2 separate regions of the Gossypium arboreum genome follow, and region 1 is linked to region 2. A link is a contact called in public Hi-C data. All regions are on one chromosome and are shown on one strand. Each heading gives the region's core, a stretch centred on a gene start, on an enhancer-like site or on the middle of the called end of the contact. The rest is flanking DNA. Distances are from core to core; before and after follow the strand shown. Region 1 holds the start of LOC108456725 (U-box domain-containing protein 3-like). Region 2 holds the start of LOC108483396 (protein LIGHT-DEPENDENT SHORT HYPOCOTYLS 3-like).

Region 1 (5,307 bases), core at 2,565-5,064, 280 kb after region 2:
TTATAATTATGGTTTCCATTGACTGCATCTTCTATTTTTGTTCCAGAAACCTGCAACTGCTTTCCCATTATCGAGTGAGAAACTCCATATTCTTTTGTTGAAGGAAAATTGCCAAGGCTCTTAGATGAAATTTCAGCTAGCTCATTCATTTCATTCTTCTTTGACCTCATTGACAAGTCATTTGAAGCAGGAGTAGGTGCATAATCAACACTGTAGATTGTACTCGAGGCTGACTCAGTCCTGTTGTGAACATATGATTGATCAGGAGATTGGTGGTCATACTTGCCGGTCTCCCTGCTTTGGAATCTGTTGCATTCTCCACTAAATCTGGAAGAGCTGTCAATCATCTGCTTCTCTAAACCATTTCCAACTTCAAGAGATGACCTCGATGCGGAACTACTACTATAAGAATAGGTTAAATCTCGAGAAGATATATGGTTTGAAGGAGAAGAGATTGAAACAAGGTTAGCATTGGAAAGTTGTAAGTTATTTTCCTCACACCAACTTGTTACCATTGCTTTGACCGTGTAATTTGGAATGAGATTTTTATGTGCGAGCGTTTGACGGGTTTTTGGGCAAATGGTCAGGCCACTATCAAGCCACTTTTGGATGGAGGCCCTGTCATAAGTTTGCCCAGAAGCAACAAATACAGGATCCAGCATGAGCCCCAATGACAGGGGGCAGAGGAAGCCTGGAGGTATCAAAATGCCACTTGTGGGTTCAAAGTGCTCAATCTTAAGCATATAATCTCGTATATGGGAGATGAGATCCATAATCTGATTGATTTGATCTATTTTCACTTTTGCATTGTTGACTTGCGCATCAGTTCTTTCCCTTTCCAAAGCTAAAGTTTCTTTCAGCAATTCCTGGTTTGACATCAGGTTTAGTGATTTCATAACATTTATCAGATGATCTGTGCAGGGAATAGCATCATCTTTTTTACTTCTCAAAGCCTGTCCTATATTTTCTGATGGTCTCTCCTGCTCCATACTTTTAATTTCCCGCATACAGTGCTGAAACAGTTGAACATCAATTAGTCTCACTACTAAAATGCTAACTCAGCACTGAGAAAGTGATAGTTGTTGCCATCCAGATACCTTTAGTAAATTCTTAGAGAACAAATTTTAGGGAAAAAAAAAAAAGAACAGCATTTTTGTCATCCACATGTAGAATGAAGAAAAAGACACTGATTTTTTCATACCTGTACACTGGTTATACTTGATGATGATGGAGTTGACTGCAACAATCTATAAAATATGCGACATATCTGAAGTGAAGAGCTTTGCATTTTTGTCAGAAAAGGTTCACTCTGGAGAACCTGCATGGTTTTAAGTGTAAGAAATATGATAGTACTAGAAGCCTCAAAATCCTATTTCTTGTACATAAGGTATTCATAACATATTTCAACATCCAATATTTAAGCTTCTTTTTCCTTTTGGGTGACTGCACCACAGAAAGGGGAGAAGTCCTTTTCCCTCTCCCCATCCCATTTGTTTTACTAAAATGCTACATGTGATTGCACGAAAAACATGAATAAAAGAAAAACACTTTCTAGCAATGTGATAACTGGAATAGCTTGGCCATTTTACGACTCTTTAAATGTTCTTCAAAATTATTTCATTTTAATAACAAGATCACACCATCTTTATTACTTCTAAATTAGACTGTTGCATTTGCATGATATAGATTTTCTTGCATTCTACAAGAAACCGGGTCATAGTTGCAATCACTATTACGCTCCAGTAGTAAGCTGATAGTCGCTATCTTCTCTTAGGTAGCAGCACATGGGAGTAGCAAGAATCTGCCTCCCGCATAAGATAAGAAGGGGCGAAGCGCTAGTTAGTGGGAATAGTCCTTTCCTGGGCCCCTGGCGAGAAGACGGCTCACGGCTTGCATGTACAAGATCGTAGTGAAATCGCAGCTTCACCGCCGTTCGCGCTGATCCCGAGCAGCGTGTCATTCAAATTCTCTTCTATGAACTATAATATTCTACAAACTGAATCTTCAGAGAATCTCAGTCTGAAGGAGAACATTTAGATCCTTAATACTGATTATGATCTTCATTAAAGTGACCGAGCATCAATCCTAAGATCATCAAGCATATCTAAAATGTATTCAGTAAAGACTAAAATGAAACTTACCCTGTGAATTTTGCTCATCTTAGGACACCAGTTCTCCATGAATTCTCGAGCCTCATTAACAAGCATATCTAGCTCTTCGCACTCTTTGTATAGAATATCATCTGAAGGTATCTCGCACTCAATAACATCATCAAGCAGTGGTTTCAAAAGTTTTAACACAATAACCATGTTCCTATAATCCTTTTCGACAGGAGCAACTTTTATTGCCTGACATGATACCAGATGAATGAATCGAGATATACTGTTTACAAGACATCTCACTGAGGTTGTGTCCATCTGACCTGCTTTTCATGGAGCATATCAGAAAATTTAAAAAATTAGTACAAGAGTGCCCTTTAAAAAACACAAGTTTGCATCTTTGATTGTGTTGTCTTTTTCCCATACTCTCAACTTGAGCAGAAAGATCGTACACAGACAAAAACATTCACTGCTGTAAAAATTATTAGTTTGCCACCGCCATGGAACTTGGCCTTGCTTCCCTACATTGTAAGGAAATCCACTTTGACTAAATTTCCAATTTAAATATGTATGATATTTTCAAATTTTAAGTATAAAACAAAAGGCTTCTGACTATTGCCAATGGGAAGAACACACATCAATTATTCTAGAAAAAATATCATTCATTGCATTTTCCATGATGACTTTTTTCTCATAGAGTCTAAGGAAACGTTAGACTGACTTTCCAACAAAAGATAAAATAATATAAATAAAATAAAAGATCAGATCAGATCTTCCCTTCATCAGAAAATATAATAGCTTGGGGAGTGAAAAAAGGCTTTTATCTACTGGCCTCAATGAAAAAGGACACACATATAACCACTGATCTTGAATGACAAAATAATAAAGCTACTAAAGTCTTATACGAAAACGGTTGTGAATAAAAAAAAAAAAAGCTTGATAAAAGTGTAAAATATAATACACAGCTCCATTGTTTCTTAAGAGACGGAAAGAAACAAAAAAAAAAAAAGAAATCTTAAAACCTCAAATTATTCATTTAGTAGCTGAAGAAAGCTTGATAAGAGTTTTGAGCCCAACAATATCAAAAGCTGAGTATAAAAGAGCTACTATGAGATCAAGAAAAGGGTGTTATGTAAGCTCACTGAACCAAGGTAAAAAATAAAGAAATTTTTTTTCTTAACTTCAATTAGAAACTTGATTCAAATGCTACCCAAGTCCATACTTATGAACTAACAAAACACAAGAACAAATTTCACCTGAAAGCAGGAGCATTTCCCAATGCTTAAATCCAATTCAAAACAACAAAACCAGTTTATATAAAGAAAACAATCAGCAAAGTACCTTTTAAAAATATACAAAATGTATTGAGAAATCCACATTTAAACACACAGAGCAAGCCATCTTTTTAACATTGAAAGCATACCTCTTTCTTGAAGTTGGTTTACGCTTGTAAAACAAAGAAAGCACAGATCCTGATGTACATTTGAGTAATGAAAAAGGAAAAAAAAATGAAAATGAAAAGAAAATCCCTTCAATGGAAATGATCAAAATTTACATCTTTAACATTCAAGCTCTGAATTTTTTCCTCATAAGGCTGCATAAGAAAAAGGGGAGAGCTGCAGAAAACTGATAAAAAAATTGAAAAATAAAAAATAAAAAAAGTAAACTGGGTGGGCCCTGTTTGGTTGATGATTTGTTGGGTTATGACTTATTGAGTAGAAAATTAATTAAGAGTGGGGGAGACTGATTAATTAAGATTTAGTATTTAATCAAATGATTAGATAAAACAAAGACAAGAGCTAAGTCAAGGGGGGAGGACTCATGTCATTATTTTTTTTAATTTTTTTATGTTTTGGTAAAATAATAATTTTTTTCTATTTTGTTATGTTTTGATAAAATAATAAATTTAACTCTCAATTTTTACATATGTTAAATTGATTTTTATTTTTAGTTAAATTTAATCATTAACATTTCAAATAATATTAATTTTTAATAGAAATATTTACTAAAAATTTAATTTTTTAATGATGTTGGCATAGCAACGACAATATATGTATATTTCATGCCGATATGACACATTTATTTTATATGTCACGTCAATAAATAATTTAAAATTTTAAAAAATTTAAAAATAAAATAAAATTCAAATTAAATAAACATAAAAATTCAAAAAAACTAGCAAAAGTACATATGTATTATTATGCAAGTTGTCATGTTTAAAAATTAGCATTTAGTCAATATTTTTGTTAAAGAAATAATCCAACTCTTTTTAAAGGTATATGATCAAATTTGACTTTTTTTAAAAGTTAAAAGACCAAATTTAGTTAAAAATAGAATAAAGGCTAAATTGACAAAAAAAAATGTAAACATTAAGGATTTACTTGATAGAGTAGAAAAAATTGGAAGGATAAGAAATTGAACCAGTAACAAACTAAAAGGATAAAAAATATAAATTGTCTTTCCATAGATTTGCTTGGTAGGAAAGATAAAAAAAAACCGAAAAGAAAAATGATTTTCTTTCCTCATGTTTTGATAGAGTTGAAAATTGAAAGGAAATAAAATAAAATATTTAAAAAATACATAAATTTGAAATAATATATACATCTCTCTTTTTTCTCTTATCTTATCATTCAAATTTGGAATGATTAGTTTTTATGTATTAGGATGAGAATTGATCATCTCTTCTATTTTATTTCCTCTCGTTTTTCTTACCAACCAAATACACTCAAAATTTATTTTCTTTTCACTTTTTCACTCCCTCCTTCCATCCTCACTTTTCCACCCAACCAAATATACCTTAAAGACTAAATTTATTTTTATGCATTATTTTTATCATTATTCAATTTAATATTTGATTTATATTTATCATTAAAAAAACTAATCTTTAGATGCCTAATAAGCCTTAAGAATAATGATAAATTTAGTAAGGTTTTGGCTTTTTGTTACTTTGATTCTATTTTTATAATTCTAGTCTTCAACCTTTAAAATGTAGTAAAATTGTTTGTTTGAGAATGAAAAAGTTTATTAAACCATTAAAAATTTTAACATAAGTGATAAGTGTACAATTTCCAATTTATTTGTTATACTTTTCTCTTGAATTTTTCTATTTAAATTTTTAATTCTATTATTTAGACTATATTTTATTTATTATTGATTTTAGATAAGTAATTAGAGAAAACAAATTTAAAGTTTATTTTTTGACAAGTTT
Region 2 (5,776 bases), core at 1,176-3,675:
ATACTGTAATACACGTATCACTAGTGGTGCATCATCCATTTTTGTACATTGAAATGACAGCACCAGCAGCTAGCTAGTATTAATTACTAATTAACCATTGCTGGCTACTAATTAACCATCTTCTGAATCTCAAATCATAGAATAAATAGAGAAGAAAAGAATGCCAAATAGTGGTAAAAATCTAATAGTAATCGATTTAAAATCAATCTTTAAATGGTTAATTTGATGTTGTTCTTATCAATTAATTCCGGATGGTCAAGCATAAAATTGAAGTGCCAATAAGAGAAAAAAAACAGAGAGTGAAACTAACTACCATCTGTAAGTGCAACAAAGCCATTAAAACAATTTAAGTATAGTGCTAGACAAATCTGACACATGAAATGAACCTCATGTAGAGCTGTTTCGAGCTCCAATAAAAGAAATGGAATTTAAGAGAATAGGGTTAAAGTGGAGAAAGATTCAGAGAGATGACCTGCAAATATAAATATATTATATATTTAAAATATGGAAGGTCCATAAAAACTGAGCAATTAGATGCTCTCAATTCCATTTAAGCAACAAACTGATAGTACAATCACTTCTTGAATGACTTTTTTCTTTTAGTACTAGTGCTACTAATAGTTCATTACTGATGATACTAACACTGTTTGCATCAAAAGTAGTTTCAAGGAATCCCCAAAAATCACAAAGACATTACCAGTTTTTACCACTCTAGCAGCAAAGAGGAAGCATAGAAAAAGTAAAAAAAAAAAAAAATTTACCCTAAAATATATACCCATGCCTCAATATGATACCTTATGGCCAAAGTACAGAAAATTATCCCATATATGTAGTATTAAATAGAGTGAAATGCTAGCTTGCATATGGGGTTTTGTTTTGTTTTGTTTTGGTGATGCATATATATAGTTTAACTTGCACCTGGTGGTGGTGGTGGCGGCAATGGTAGAGTCGGGATCTGTTGAGCTGGTGGTCGCTTACGCTTCTTTTTATAGTTTAACTTGCACCTGGTGGTGGTGGCGGCGGCATTGGTAGAGTCGGGATCTGTTGAGTTGGTGGTCGCTTACGCTTCTTCTTCTCATAACTAATCCCTCTTGCTTTTGACTGCAAATCACGAACTTCACGAAGGTAAAGCCTCACAGCTCGTGCCCCAAAAGGGTTTACTTCAGGTTTGCCTCCATTTTCTTCGAAGGCAGCTCGGAGGCGGCCGATGAGAGCATCGAGGCTACCCCAGGCTTGACGGAGCGGGCAAGGGCAAGGGGCTGGTGGGTTTGGGTGGCCATAGAAAGGGCAGATTGGAGTGTGGACTTTGGTTTTGCCGAATTGGTCAAGGTAGCGAAGGAATTCTAGGACGTGAGCTCCACTGCACCTGGAGAGGGAAAGTGGGGGCCTATGATTCTTCAGGTACTGACCAAAGGTGTTCCAGTCACGGCGCTTTTGGTTCTCGTAGCGGCTTGCGGTTGGAGAAGAAGACGAGGATGGAAGTGAAGTGCCACCGTTATTGCTCACATTGATGAGGCTGACATTTTCGGAGTTGGAGCTATCGGTTTCTCGAATTGAATCCATGGAGACCAAACACAGCTTTCAATAGGTCTTGTTCCAAATATATAAGCAAAAAGATGTGTTGGTCTTCGCTGTGGTAGGTTTGATCTTATTTCTTAAGATCTTAAGTACCTAGGGTTTCATCTTTCCTTTATAAAAAACACTTTTTCAGTGACCATAAGACAGTGTAACATAGACCTAACAAGAAAAGGAGAGATTAAAGACGAAGAAACTGTAAAAAATGAATCAAGGAACCAAAAAAAAACTTAGTTTTACATACATAATTTAGTCTCTACTCTTTTCTCTGGCAGATAGAACTGTTGATATGAAACAACACCGTCAAGAAGAAAACCCAAAGTAAAAAAAAAAAAAAACAGAAGTGCTTTGCTTTAACCAGGAAGGAAGACTGGAAGACCTTGCCGACTATTGATTTATATTAGACACAATTTCCATTTGTGAGGAGAGCTAGGCAGCTAAACAGAAGAAGATTTTGGAGTTGAAATAGTAGTTTTAATGATTTGTAGTTGTTAGATATGAGGGAAAGTGTGGATGATCTGATGAGATTGATGGGAAAAGAGAGAGAAATGATCCCCCCCCTCTCTTGAGTTTTTCTTTGCTTGGAGCAATACTAGAAGATTTTTGAGGGCCGTCTTTTCTCAGATTGAGTTGCTGAAATATATTAGTAAGTGATTTGGGGTGTAAAAAAATGATGGAAGGGAGAGAGGTATATATATTGCTTTGTTAATGGAATTTTATTATTGTTATTATTATGGATGACATTGATTCTTAAGAAAGAGAAGAGAACTCTGGTTTAGGGGTTGTGGAAATGAAACAAAATGAAATGAAATGAAAATTTAAATTGCAATAAAGGGTAATGGCATGCAATGGGTTGAGATGGAGACATTTAAAAAATAATTTTTTTCCTTTAAAACAAAGTTTTGGAAGGACAAAATTTAAGGGAAAGGCATGATTTTTTCCCTTGAGCTCTGTAGCTTCGAATGACAGTTCCTTCTCCATTCACCACAGTACCATTTTCCAAATTTCCCATTTTGAAATTAAAATTTTAATATTATTTTTGATAAAAATCCCATTTTTTTATTTTTAAATTTCTCATTGTTATTCAAAAAAAGAAACTACAGCTATGTTTTTGTTTTATGCAAAGTTAAAGATTTTGTACCTGATCTTAACATTTGGTTGAGTGAGGTATATTACTTATTTAACACAAAATACTTCATTGAGTTTTGCAAAATATAAACAGTGGTTTACTAATTTTTATTTATTCTTTACATGGACGCAGTACTTCCTGTCCCCTTACCCCTTACAAGGACTAAAGTTTATAATTTGGAATTCTACAAGCTAAAAAGTAATTTTATTACTTTATTGATTATGTAATTCTTCGGAAAGGAGTTTAATTTTTTATAGTTATTTTTAAGCATATTTTAGTTCTTAGAATGTACCGATGATATTGCTAACTCTATTTGTGGATAAATAATATAATTTTCTTCGAGTTTAATTATTGCTCCTAAATAGATTTTTCTCATTGGATGGTTTGGGACCTGGAGTATATTGGGGTTCAGAAGCAAATTCATACAAAGTCAAAACTCACCTATACGTAACCTCAAATACATATATTAAGGTAAATTACAATATTAGTGACTCAATCATGCGTGAGTTATCCAACGCCAATAAGTTCTAATGGCTAACAAAAAAGTGGTATAGTATTTTCTTCAATTGAAATAATAATAAATTTAACATTCAATTAATGTAGTAATATGACTATTTTTCAATTGACATGATAAATTCAGCCTTTAATAATGGTAAGTTGTATTAATTTGGTCTTTATTATTTTAATAATAAACTAATAACATTTACATATTTTATCAACTTGGTATTAATTTTAAATATTAAAAAAATATAAAAATCCATACTTTTAATTTTTTTAAAAATTTAAAATAGATAATAAATTAAAAATGCATAAATTATAAATAATATAAAATATAAAAATACAAAATTAGTTATACTTTTTAAAAATATTTAAAAGGTGAAATTTAATATTTATAATAAAACAATTAACAAATGTGGTCGCAACATGTGAACAACCTTGGTGTAACACCCCTAGAAACATTATGTTATAAAAGTAGTATTAAGTGAGAATTGTGCGTAATAAATTTTTCGGTAAAGTAAAATAAAGAAAATAAATGATAAAAGAGAAGGTTAATGGATGCCAAAAAAAGTTGAATTAAAAAGTATGTTGTGATATATTAATTTAAGATAGACTAAATTGTAAATATGTGAAAAGTTTTGCTGCTCAAGTGAAAATATTCAAAATTTATGGTGGCAAAGTATAAATATGAAAAGTTGAAAGATCAAAAGTGCAAATAACCTAAAAGTCCTCGTGACACAAAATTGGTAAACAAAATTGAATAAGTGGAGAAATATGAGGGACCATATCACATTTTTACCAAAAGTGAAAAGTGATTCAATGATGGAATTGTAGAGAAATATGAACAATAAAATGATCATTTCTTAATTTCAATAAATATTAAATGTAATGATTAATGGTGAAAAGGTGTTGAGAAATAATTGGTTGGATTATTTTAATACTATTTTGATATTATTTTATTTCATTAATTAAATAATTAGGTATTTGATGTGAAAATGTAGAGATTTTCATCATTTATCTTTTGCATTCTCATGCCCACTTTCATTTATGTATAATGAAACTTTCATTTCCATTAATTTTAGTCCTTTTCACTATATCTATCTAATTTAAGCTTGAAACCATCAAATTTCCTGTAACACCCTATACTCGACTCGGTTTATCGGATTCAAACATAAGATGTTACAAAATTTACATACTTAGCAAATTTTACAACTTATGAAAGCCATAAGAATGTACCTCTTATTTTTTTGAAATTATTTCTAGGACAATAGGTTTGAATAAAACATTTATCGTTTGTTCCAGACTTTTAAAGGTAGTATAAAACTTTATAACATAAATGTTTGATTTAATAGACGTATTCGTAACATGTATTACAATTTTTCATTTGAAAATATATATTTCTAAGAACATACCTCTGTATGCATAATATTGCCCTCGGTTTACCATTAGGGCACATTCCTTGGCCACACTGGTTCAATTTTTAGACCTGCATACCAAAAGACGCATATTTAAAGGAACTTAGTGGGCCTTAATCAATATTACCTTTAAACGGTGTTGTAGAATTTCTTGACTTAAGGTTTGGATTCCCTCTCAGACCTTGGCAGGTACTCTTGTGATTCTTGGTTAGCAGATAACCATATGCCTACCTTTCCTCTTGAATACCTTATAGACGGTCCATTTGACTGGCGGGTTACAATTTCAACCCCATAGTTTGAATTCTATTTCGGTATCCCTTTGAAGATAATATTTGAATACTTTCCCCAAGGTAATATTCCTGTGGGTATTACTCTTTGACTGATCTTCCTACTATTTTTGACAGTCACCAAACACAGTTTGTACCAAATCTTACAATTAATCCAAACAACATACTTACTCAGATGAATGCAAGGTTTTGATCACCCAATAGCACTCTAGATAGCATTAATACATAAGGAGAGAATTCACAGGTTTGGCGAACTTTTACACCACTATACCTCTAGATACGACAAACTCACTATCCTGGTGGATTACTAAGGTGGTTTCCTCAGTCGAATACAATGCTGAAAACTCTCTTAGACAAGACATACCTAGATTTCTTGGTATGGGTGGTCTAACCACTCGCCATTTAAGCATTACAGAATTCGTCACACGGTCTTTCCAGATAATACTCTAAAAAAGCTTTTCACAATATTAGCCACAAAGGCTTTCTAGATAATACGCCACAAAGGCTTTTTACAAGATTAGCCACAAAGGCTTTCTAAAGAATTCTCAAGTTTGTAGTCCCGATGGACTACATCTTTTCCATACTGGCTTTCGATTTTACTATCCCAGCGGACCAACACAATGGATGCCAAGGAGCCTCACTCACATGGTCTCACACTGTCTCGCCATATTGGCATATTATCAAATGATGCCATGGGGTCTCACCTACATGGTTTTACAAATATTGTAATTGCTCGCAAGGTCTAACTGTGATCTGCCAGTCTGATTTACAATGAAACTACCCTACCGAAGGCATCACAAATAAAGCTTTTTTTTTCTACATTTTCCTATGACATAGATTTGTTAATACTGGAATCGTATAACAAAAAGGTA

What was found. Hi-C and Micro-C count contacts between places; a contact is called where the count stands out from the background.
Region 1: a contact with region 2 is called in a Hi-C map of leaf, with 3 times the contacts expected there. The contact joins the promoter of LOC108456725 here to the promoter of LOC108483396 in region 2. A contact is called at or near these places in 2 of 5 Hi-C or Micro-C datasets (both in leaf).

Annotation. Positions count from the first base shown.
Region 1 is chr7:65,837,284-65,842,590 of ASM2569848v2, forward strand. LOC108456725 (U-box domain-containing protein 3-like) reads right to left here and starts at 3,815. Exons shown (of 6, transcript XM_053030861.1): 1 at 3,523-3,815; 2 at 2,552-2,620; 3 at 2,142-2,425; 4 at 1,202-1,318; 5 at 1-1,013. The coding sequence starts at 2,417.
Region 2 is chr7:65,557,604-65,563,379 of ASM2569848v2, forward strand. It overlaps LOC108483396 (protein LIGHT-DEPENDENT SHORT HYPOCOTYLS 3-like), which reads right to left and starts at 2,426. Exons shown (of 1, transcript XM_053030444.1): 1 at 517-2,426. The coding sequence starts at 1,563. The coding sequence ends at 994.